Linked DNA regions of Mus musculus: region 2 is linked to region 1. Evidence: chromatin contacts called from public Hi-C data. All regions are on one chromosome and are shown on one strand. Each heading gives the region's core, a stretch centred on a gene start, on an enhancer-like site or on the middle of the called end of the contact. The rest is flanking DNA. Distances are from core to core; before and after follow the strand shown. Region 1 overlaps Pcm1 (pericentriolar material 1). Region 2 overlaps Asah1 (N-acylsphingosine amidohydrolase 1).

Region 1 (5,461 bases), core at 2,122-4,621:
TTTGGCTTTTTCTACATTTTCTCTATGAGAAGAAGAGCTATGAAGAAAAGAAAGTACATAAACATGTAGAAACCTATACATGTAAAATGTGCATAAACATCTTTTGAGGTTTATGTGCCTATTATTTTTGCTCATATATGTGAACTGTGTTGGGAAAAGCATGCACGCTAAAGAAATCGATAGAAGGGCTATCTTTCTGAATTTCCACCTTTTTGAACTTAGGTCACATGACTATTACAGTTTGGAATGCATGAAATAGCTTCAGAAACAAGTAGTAATAACAAGTTAGGCTGTCCAGAATATTCTTATATTTGTAAGAACTCATCTTGCTAATTGTTATTATCTCTTAGTTTTCCATTCCTTTTAGACCTGTGAGTGGAAACCCTTTTGGGGGGTTGAATGACCCTTTCACAGGGCTTGCATATCAGATATTTACATTGCTATTCATAACTAGCAAAATGACAGTTGGGAAGTAGTAATGGAATAATGGTTGGGGTCCCCACAACATGAGAAAGTGTGTTAAAGGGTTGTAGCATTAGGCAGGCTGAGATCCACTGTGACCTAAGATAACAAAATAGGACATTGAAAAACTAAAGGATGAGAAATAACTTTCAGGCAGCTTTGTTTTACATTATTTCTCATTCTTTAGGTTTTCTAGTCCTATTTTGTGAAAATATTTCATATACAGCTTCTTCATTTCTTGTTATAACACAGTTCTTGCCAGTCCTGTTCATATGAACATTGAAAATTTCAGATGTAATCTTCAGAAAAAGCATGGAATATAAATAAATATTTTCAAGAAAATGCAGGAGCTCATTTTCATCCCCTACTAATTATTACATTAGTTTAACAACAGAAGCAAATGTACTGACAGCAAGATAAACATTGTTTCTCTACTTAATCAGGACAGGCTTTTGATGGGCCCGCCCTCCCTCCCTCCCTCCCTCTCTCCCTCCCTCCCTCCCTTTCTGTTTTTAAATACAAGCCAACTCCTAACCCTTCAGAAAGAAAGTCTGATCCTGTATCTCCTACTGACTAGGAAGTCACTGTCTGTAATCCCAGCGGGTCTTTAACTAATAGAGATTCTCTTGCTTTGCTAGCCTCTTGAGTATTTAGGAGTATGGAAATGAGCTACCTTGTTCATCTTACTATCTTTTATATCATAAATATTCATACTTGTTTGGAAAATTAAAGACAAAAATGAGGAAATGAGGGACATTTTTAAACAGATAGTAGGCATGGATTATTTGAAATACTATAATAGATGCATCTTAAGATTTAATATCAAGTTTCTTGCTCCATGATAATTTTTTAGTTTCTGCATATTTGACACAATGCTATTCTTTGATAGCTCATTATTTCAACAAAAAAAGAAATGGCAAGTTGCTGGGCAATATTGGCAAACTCCTTTAATTCCAGCATTCGGGAGGCAAAGGCAGGCGGAGCTCTGTGAGTTTGTAGTCCAGCCTGGTCTACAGAGATAGGTCCAGGACAGCCAAGCTATATAAATCTTGCTATCCTGAATTCCCCCCCTCCACCCCAAAAAAAGCAGGTCAATTTTTATTAAATGTATTTTAATTCATAACACTAATGAAATACCTGAGGTTGTGTCCCTTTATAAAAAAATTAGGCTTATTCAGTTCACAGTTTTGGAGGTTTTAAGGGTCTACATTCTGGTTAAATGTAAGAAGGCTGTGCAAGACATGTATGTGGCAAAGGATGGGGTATGAACATGCATGAATCTGTCCTGTTTTCCAGGGCGCTCTCCCCCTTCCTTGCCCCTGTAGTCTTTTCTGTGCCCTTCCTCTTCTTGTAAAGCCATGAGTATTTAGCTATGGGCGCTCCACCTTTATGAATTTAGTTAATCGGGTAACTCTAAAAGGCCTCATGTCAAAACATCATACCAGGATTAAATTTTCACCCTCCTAATATTTCACAGTGGGGGTTAAAAATAACATGTGAACCTTTGGGGAATGCATGCAAGCCTTATCCCAACCATAGCACTAAGTATTGACAGCTCAGACTTTATGTGGCGGGGCTAAGGATGTCAGTATATCATAGAACACCCTAGACCTACATTCATTCTCTAGCACGACAAAAATTGTAACCGACTTATTTTAGTTTTAACAGTTAAATTTCTTATCATTGGTAGAGGATATACTTTGGTTTTCTGTAGAAACTATTTATATCAAATATTTATATCAATTGACATATATGTCAAATTTTAGCCTACTGAATTATATAAAGTGTAAATTGGATAATATCTTTGGATTTCCAGATAGTTTTATATTATTTTGCTGTTTCAGGATGATGATGCAACTCAAGTGGTTGTCCCTGCTGCATCAAATTTGGATGATTTCTATGCAGCAGAAGAAGATATCAAACAAAATTCCAATAATGCAAGAGAAAATTCTAATAAAATAGATACTGGAGTAAATGAAAAAACAAGGTATGATAAACTTTAACTTTCATAATAAAAACTAAAGAGCAAGTTATTTAGATAGGTGCTTACTGTGTTATATTTTGCTTAGTATCCTTATTTTAGTGAAGTCCATAAATATGTCAATTTAATTATAGAGAGAAATTTTATGAGGCTAAACTACAGCAGCAACAGAGAGAGCTTAAACAATTGCAGGAGGAAAGAAAGAAATTGATTGAAATTCAAGAGAAAATTCAAGCAGTGCAAAAGGCATGCCCTGACCTTCAGGTAATTATAAAATTTATTTTTTTCAGTGTGTTTGAAAATGTTTAAAAACTAATGTCATTTTGAACTAGTCTGGCTTTACTGGTCATTAGATGGCAGATTATATTTGCCAATTTTCTGATTACTGAACTGAGTGAAATAATAATGAAATAGATTTGGGTTATTTTTGTTGTTGTTGTTTTTTTTTTTTTTTTTTTTTTTACTTTGAAAAAATAGTTCATGGGAATTAAATGGTTACTTCTGTTTTTTGTATTGGGCTAGTTACTCATTTATTCATGATATAGAAACTCAAAACTATTATCACCTTAAGATATTCTTGCTTACATTTATCAGATACAGATCAACATTCCATTTTTACTGACCTAAGATTACACAGTAAAATTTTTAAACCATCATGAGTTATTTTATTCCATTAGTTACTTATTCACTTTACATTCTGATCACAGCCCCTCTCCTCCCAGTTCCACCCTTACAAGTCCCTCCCCCCATTACCTTCTCCCCTTCTCCCTAGAGAACAGCTCCCCTTGGGTACCACCCTACTCTGTGACATTCAGTTGCAGCAGGATTAATCACAATCTTTCCCACTGAGGCCCAACCAGGCAGACCAGCCTAGGGGAATCCAGTCGCAGGTAACAGAGCCAGAGCCAGCCTCTGTTTCAGTTGTTAGGAGACCCACATGTTGTTAGGGGACCAAGCTGCACATCTGCTACTAACATGTAGGGGACTTAGGTTGAACCCCTGCATGTTCTTGGTTGGTGGTTCAGTCACTGTGAGCCCCCATGGGCCCAGATTAGAGTTGACTCTGTAGGTCTTCTTGTGGTGTCCTTGACCCCTCTGGCTCACTCATTCTGTCCCAAATTCTTCCACAAGACTCCCCAAAGCTCCACCTGATGTTTGGCTGTGGTCTCTGCATCTGTTTCTATCCGCTGCTGGATGAAGCCTCTCTGGAGTCAGTTATACTAGGCTCCTGTCTTCAAAAATAGCTGAGTATCATAATAGTGTCAGGGGTTTGCTTTCTTACATGGGACGGGTCTCGTGTTGGGCCAGTCATTGGTTGACCATTCCCTTAATCTCTGCTCCATCTTTATCCCTACACATCTTGTAAGCAGGACAAATTTGAGGTTGAAGGTTTTGTGAGTGGGTTGATGCCTCCCCCCCTCCATTGGAAGTCTAGCCTGGATACAGGAGGTGGCCACTTCAGTCTCCATATCCTCTGGTGGGAGTCTCAGCTAGGGTCATCCCTGTAGCTCCCCCCACCCCCGATTCCCAGCCCCAGGTCTCCAGCTATTCAGTAGAGACACCCCACTGATTTTGGTTCTCACTCACAGCCCTCCCTCTCCAGCCTACTTTCTCTCCACACTTGATCTTCTTCCCCATCCCCCTCCACATCCCCTCTCTCACCCAGATCCTCTCCTCTATGAGTTATTTAAAGAAAATAATTATATAGAGCTTTAAGTTTAACTTACATGATTTTGTTTAGTATATGTACTGTTAAGTTTTTCTGATAGAGAATAAGACAATTATATTAGATGTAAGGATGATATATAGTATACTCTTTTTTGAGATCTTCCTAAAGTATATTATGTGTAGCTTTATTCATTTGTATGTATGTGTGTGTGCACATTTGTCTAGATACACACAAGCCTATGTGGAGACCAGAGGTTGATGTCAGGTGTCATCTTCTGCCACACTTCAATCATACTTTTTAAACAGAGTCTCTCTTACTGAACTGGGAGCTTAGTGATTCAGTGCATGACCAATGAGTCCCTGGTATCCTCTTGTTTCTGTCTCAGAACAGATTATAGGCCCTTGTGGCTATGCCTGGATTCCTATGTGAGTCCCGGGGATCTGAATGCAGGCCTTCAAAGCTTGCAAAGCAAGAACTTTACCCACCCAGTCTGGTTAACTTTACTGTGTAGTTAAACTTGTTTAAGGAAGAAAGAGAAAAATAGCAAATTATGTTTCAGGCACAACTGTTTCTAAGTTTGTACTTTTCCCACTTTTTTTCTAATTCTTTTGTCCTTTATCCTCAATATAAATAATGTCCAAAGAAGTATGTGCCAAGGTTGGGTTGAGTGTAAACTCCCCCTTCCCCTAATATTTGATTTATATGTTTTTACTGTTCCAATTGTTAATTCTCATCACCTTTAGCATGTTATCATGTTTGTTTTCTTCTGTTATCTTTGGATCATGGTGCCTTTTTTAGTTGCATAATAGCAGATTATGGCACTAGCGCTCTAAAGAAGTAAAATAACTACTTTATGAAATAAGTTCAATTGTATTAGTGCCTTATAGTAATATTTGTCATAATATATAAATAGTATTTGTTTATATATGTGTGTACTTGTATAAGTGTATATGTATGTGTGTATATGAATACATATACATATATATAAACATTTATATACATACACAATATTTTGTTTTTTAGCTCTCAGCCACTAGTATAAGTAGTGGTCCCACAAAAAAATATCTACCAGCTATTACTTCAACTCCAACTGTTAATGAAAATGACAGCAGTACAAGCAAGTGTGTTATTGATCCTGAAGATTCTTCAGTGGTGGATAATGAGGTATGAGATAGTCTACTGTGTTGTTCCTGAATTGGTTCCTAATTCCTGAGGCTGTAAAGTTGTTGTTGTTGTTGTTGTTTTGTTTGTTTGTTTGTTTTTATGGGGAGGGATTGCTGTGGGCCCTTTTACCTACTGGATAGGTAATATATGTGAATTATTTTCTGTCTTTTTTGTTGTTGTTTTGT
Region 2 (5,461 bases), core at 1,239-3,738, 68 kb after region 1:
TCTGGGCACCACTATGTAGACCAGACTGGCCTTAAACTCACTGACACCTGCCTCCAAAGTGTTAGAACTGAAGAAGCATGCCACCATGCCTACCTTCATATTCTGTTTTTGTCCTCATTTTCTTAGACTCCCAGACAGTAAAACCAGGACACAAAACTGTTTATAAAGTTACATATTTCTTACTGGTTTGAATCCTGTCAACATGCCCACATATCCAACAAAACTTGTAGCCTTGAAAACAGTCTTATTGTTTCTTTGGAAGTCCAAATTCACTGTTAAGGGCTTTAATTCTTCTGTGACAACCCAAGTGTTATTATTTATATTCCACCTAAAAAAGATAAATGTTGCTGACATTGAAGACAAAGACGAAGGTGAGAGTCCAGCATTACATAGATGCATGTTTGTCACTGAGTCTTAGTATGGAATCCAAGATGGCTTCAAACTTGTAATCCTCCTGCCTCAACCTTCCAAGGGCCAGAGTTGCAGGTCTGAGATGCTATGTCTGGTTACAGGAGCTTCTTCTAGCTGGTCACTTAGGATCAACCTTAACAGAGCCTTGAGTGTACTATGGTGGATTTGAAATGTTACAGGCCCAGTCCTCAGTGAACTGATGTTCAGAGGTAAGGCTTTAGGGAGTGATTAGATTAATCTACTGATGGGTTAATAAGCTGAGAGATTATTGGGAGATAATGCCAACTTAGGAGCTGGGTCCCGTATGAAGGAAGCAGGGTCCTGGATGGATACCCTCGGATGTATACCCTCGGAGGCTACACTGTCTTTACTGCACTCCTCTCTCGACGAGGTAAACAGCCTCCTCTGATACCTGCTCCAACCAACACGATGCTCTGAGGCCTTATTAGCCTTAGAAACAGAAGAGCCAGCTGACCATGGACTGAAACCTATGAACTGTAAGCCAGAATAAACATTTCTTCATCCAAAAACAGGGTGGCTTCATCCTTTTTCCAGGGGCTAAAACTTGATGCTCAGAAAAGCTGACTAATTCTGGTCACATCAACAGCGAGACCTAGATTCAGATGACGATCTCTATTAGAAAGCCATCATGTTTTCATAAAGGCCGAGATGGCAGACTTCAGCAATAAATGAAAATAAGGATCTGCGCCCTCAAGCATGGTCCAAATTCCTGTCCACTGCGTGCAACTCTTGCGATACGCCTCCTAAGTGACTGAGACGCCCCAGGTGCCTGCCTTTCTAACACTAAGGAATCCCGTCATCCTCACCCACGGCTCTCCTCTGCGCATGAGGGGCGTTTACTTTTCATCAAGGTAATTCTATCATCTACTCTTCTAAGGTAGTAAAAGTAGGTCAAGTTGCTTACTTACCCAAGAAATATTCCAAAATCCATGTTTCTCCCATGTAGTAAATGACCTTTTAAGAAGAAAGTGAGAGAGACATGAATCCACAGTTAAAATACAATGGATTCTTAATACATGGACATAGGCAGCTGTGAATATTCACATTCAAAACTGTTTTACCAAGCAATGTATAATAATTAAGAACCCTGGCTGCCAGGAAAAAGCCTTAACAAGTTCAAACTGGTGTTACAAGCACACGTTAGATATCACAGTATCTAAAATCTGACTCAGATATGGAAACAAATCAATGGTTATTCCTTGAACAACTGCAAAGCAATTCTGCCAGGACATAACCTCATAATACGACTTACCCAGTTCCTTGATTGCCACCTACAAATGGACATCTCAAGTCTTAGGTGTAAGTCAATAGCCAGGGTCATGTGTCTTGGTGTCCAGCCAGGAAAATCTAGGAAAGTGAAGCTCTCACACACAGTGCTTGCTGACTAAGAAACTATGAGAGTGTTTGTTCTGGGACTCCAGAAAAACCTCTGTCACTGCCTGAGGTGGCTTGGATGAGAATGGCCTCCACAGGCCCAAGTATTTGGATGCTTAGTCATCAGGGAGTGGCACTATTTGAGAAGTATTAGGTGTGGCCTTGTTGGCGGAAGTGTGTCATTGGGGATGGGCTTTGAGTTTTCAAAAAGCCCGCACCAAGGCCAGGTTCCTGTTCTCCCCCCTCCCTTCGGCCTAGAGATCAGTGAGGCTCTCAGGGGTTTGTTTCTCCAGCACCATGGCTTCCTGCCTGCTGCTAAGCATGATGATGATAATGGACTAAGCCTCTGAAAGCAGAAACAAGTCCCAATTAAATATTTATTTCATAAGAGCTATCTTGGCCATGGTCTTTTCACAGATTGAATAGTGACCAAGACACTGCCTCAGCGCGGGTAGCAGAGGCCCCTGGTGAACACTTCCTTCTACTCAGTTATACAGGTGGGGATAAAGGGACTATGCAGATATGCAGAAAACACAAAAGTTTCTGAGGGGCTGGAGGCATGCCTCGGTGGTTAAGGGCACGTGCTGCTCTTAGTGACAGCACAGGTTTAGTTCCCAGCAGGCACTTGGCAGTTTGTAAGTGTCTGTAGCTGCAGTTGGGAGGGATCAGATGCCCTCTGCAGCCTCCTGGAGTGCCAGACATGCGCATGGTACACAGTCAACACATTAAAGCAAACACTCAGACACTTAACATGATCTCTTTTACAAAGAATGCTTCTGGTCTAGAACACTTCTTCCACATTTTCCACGTCTCATTTAAAGTTTAATAAGCATTATAGTAATCTTAAAATAAGACTAATTTTCAATGCACTTATAAGAATTTACCAGGATATACTAAATGATATATAACAGACACACAATTGAAATAGCAAGCCTACTTAGCACATGTTCTAACTTATTCTAAAAAGTACATTGTATGATGTTCTCTGCAGATTACCTTTCTCATCTTCAGTTATGATTGATGTACACATGGTAAACAATTCATAGAAAATGTTGAATGAAATAATCTCTCCTGTGGGGGAGAAAAACCAGGGAAAGGTTTTGCTGATGTTAACAACCATGACATTAAAGGAAAACGCCATTCACCTTTGAATCTGAAGGTGTGCGGCATGCTTCTGTCTTGTTAAATGCTAACATTCTGTGCTTAGCCTGCATTTTGACCTCAGCCTAGCTTATTCTCAGTTTATTTATGTTTTGATGAATCTCAGTATTATCATGAACTATTAATCTATTTTTCTCTAGAGTTATTTATATTTGGTAATTACTTGTGATAACTCTTTATATAAGACTTTCTTCTCATGTAGATGACAAGTATATATTTCCAGTATTTTATTTTTTAAAATTGTTTTTCAGTTAGATTTTGCTGTTGTTGCTTTTGGTTTTTTGTTTGTTTGTTTGTTTGTGTTTGTTTTGTTTTGAGACAGGGTTTCTCTGTGTAGCCCTGGCTGCCCTGGAACTCACTCACTCTGTAAACCAGGCTAGCTCAAACTCAGAGATCGGCTTCCTCTGCCTCCCAAGTACTGGGATTAATGGTGTGTGCCACCATGACCCAGACGTTGTAATATTTTTGTGTTTATTTAAATGTGCATTTATTCACGTGTGCACATACATGTGTTTGTGTGTGTAAGTTTGGCATGGTGTAGCTGGGCAGAGGTGGCGCACGCCTGTAATCCCAGCACTTGGGAGGCAGAGGCAAGCTGATTTCTGAGTTCGAGGCCAGCCTGGTCCACAGAGTGAGTTCCAGGACAGCCAGGGCTACACAGAGAAACCCTGTCTCAAAAAAAAAAAAAAAAAAAAAAGGTTTGGCATGGCGTACATGTGGTGGTGAGAAGAAAACTGTAGATCCCAGGAATCTAGAACTCGGGTTGTAAGGCCTAATCAACACGCCCCTGTACTTGCTGATCCAGCTTGCTGCCCCTTGAAACACACTGTTTAGTGCAGCAAAACAAACAAACAAAAGCACTAGCCAGCTCTGTTGAGAAACAACAGAAAATGTCCATCAGTTCTCTCGTGAAAGCACTGCGGGTGTCAGAAAACGCCGACTCAATCGCTTTGGTTGCTTTTAGGTGAGTGAGCAAAACCTTTGCCAATAAATGACTTAAACTGAAAAACTGAAAGTACAAACTTTTGAGAGCTGGGCGAGGCTGTGCATGCCCAGAACCCCAGTACCCCTGAAGCAGGAGCAGGGCCTGAAGCTGAGGCCAGCCGGGCTACACAGCAGTGACTTAAAAAGGAAGGTGGAACCAAGAAAATAGAAATTAATAGCCCCCAAATATCACTACCTAAGAATAATGAATTATATATAAGATCTTTTCTCCCAAAATTAAAAAGAAATAATGTCTTTGAGAAATCAATACTTAAGCAAAGGTTGACATTAAACTATATTCACGATATTCTAATTTCATTCAGAACACTGATGGTCAGGGGCAGGCCGACCCTGAGGCACATAGGAGTAAAGCAGGCCAGCATGGCCAGCAGGAGGCCGAAGGTGACGGGGTAAAGCTGCCTCAGTTCCTGAGCTCACACGGGACCCACACACACAAAGGTAACAGCCCAGAAGAGAGTTCGCAGGCAGAACCACCTGACTAGGTCAGAGATACCACTGTGACACATGGAGGGAAGAGAGGAAGAAAACTTGACTAGTGTTTTGCCCTTCCCCAAAATTGAGGAAAATAAAAAAAGTCAAACTGACAGAAAGTCAGTAACTCATCAGGAGAACGTAGTGTCCATGTGAGAACGTTTAATTTCTCATGCTGTGCTGCCAATAATTCTGCTCATGTTAGCAAACTGCCTTGGGGGATTTACAAGGCTGAGTACCTCACTAGCTACCCTGTGACTCAAAAGTTCAGTTCAAGAGAAATCACTGTGTGTCTCCATTAGAGAAACACGCACAGGAATGCACTCGCGCACATCAACAACAGCCCCACTATTAGTGATCAAAGTCCGAAGAGCAACCATCTCGTCAAGAGCCTGGACCGCCATGGTGAAGAGAGCCCTGCAGCCATGCTCAGCCTTGTTCTTAGCGTGGTGAAGGCAGACCAGGGTAACCTGTGGAGGACACAGTGTCTGTGAAGGGGCAGATGAAGCATTCTGGAGGACTGGAGTGTGCTTCACCTTCTATGATGAAATGTGCAAGCATGGAACCTGGGTAAACCTCCGATGAGCTGCTTATAATTAGGGTTTGTGCATTTCATTATATGTACTGCATTTGCATCCGACTTCAACGCAATTATGTCACAGGGTTTTATTAAATGCTTTAAGCATTGCAAGGTGTACGTTACCTAGAGGAATCCCAGTAACATCTGCAATTCCCCTCATTTCCTCTCCAAAAGGGTCAGGAAGGCTGCCAATCATACCAGGCTAAAAAGAAAGAAACCAATGAACACTGAACTTAAACATATGCTTTGCAATCTGGCTCTCTGATTAGAACTCTTTTAGCATAAGTTATTTTTAAATCATTATGTCATGTATTTCTAAAAGAGTCTATATAATGTTTGGTGTTGGACTCCTACAAAACCTGTGATTCTTAGATTTTTTGTTTCCCTCCTGATCTTTGGCCCAGTCCCCAGACAGAAGGGGACTGGAGTCGTTCTACC

The links. A called contact is a pair of places that touch in the nucleus more often than the background predicts.
Region 2: a contact with region 1 is called in a Hi-C map of stem cell-derived germline stem cell-like cells, with 2.3 times the contacts expected there. The contact joins two enhancer-like sites. A contact is called at or near these places in 2 of 39 promoter capture datasets (the C10 cell line and hippocampal neurons), 46 of 484 Hi-C or Micro-C datasets (the AML12 cell line, CD8 T cells, DN2 thymocytes and 36 more), 6 of 115 datasets of contacts at active chromatin or transcription factors (astrocytes, cardiomyocytes, embryonic stem cells and 1 more) and 4 of 9 other capture datasets (adipose tissue, embryonic stem cells, liver and 1 more).

Annotation. Positions count from the first base shown.
Region 1 is chr8:41,277,445-41,282,905 of GRCm38.p6, forward strand. It overlaps Pcm1 (pericentriolar material 1), which reads left to right. Exons shown (of 38, transcript NM_023662.3): 13 at 2,307-2,449; 14 at 2,578-2,707; 15 at 5,136-5,276. Among named protein-coding and RNA genes, the nearest start is that of Pcm1, 40 kb to the left of the region's middle. Within about 2 kb of position 3,372, at least 3 of the 459 cell types and tissues checked have an H3K27ac peak or open chromatin away from gene starts, as enhancers often do. A contact at or near this core is called in stem cell-derived germline stem cell-like cells, where this site is marked.
Region 2 is chr8:41,346,748-41,352,208 of GRCm38.p6, forward strand. It overlaps Asah1 (N-acylsphingosine amidohydrolase 1), which reads right to left. Exons shown (of 14, transcript NM_019734.3): 5 at 5,147-5,225; 6 at 2,803-2,877; 7 at 1,341-1,386; 8 at 184-328. Among named protein-coding and RNA genes, the nearest start is that of Asah1, 25 kb to the right of the region's middle. Within about 2 kb of position 2,489, at least 56 of the 459 cell types and tissues checked have an H3K27ac peak or open chromatin away from gene starts, as enhancers often do. A contact at or near this core is called in stem cell-derived germline stem cell-like cells, where this site is marked.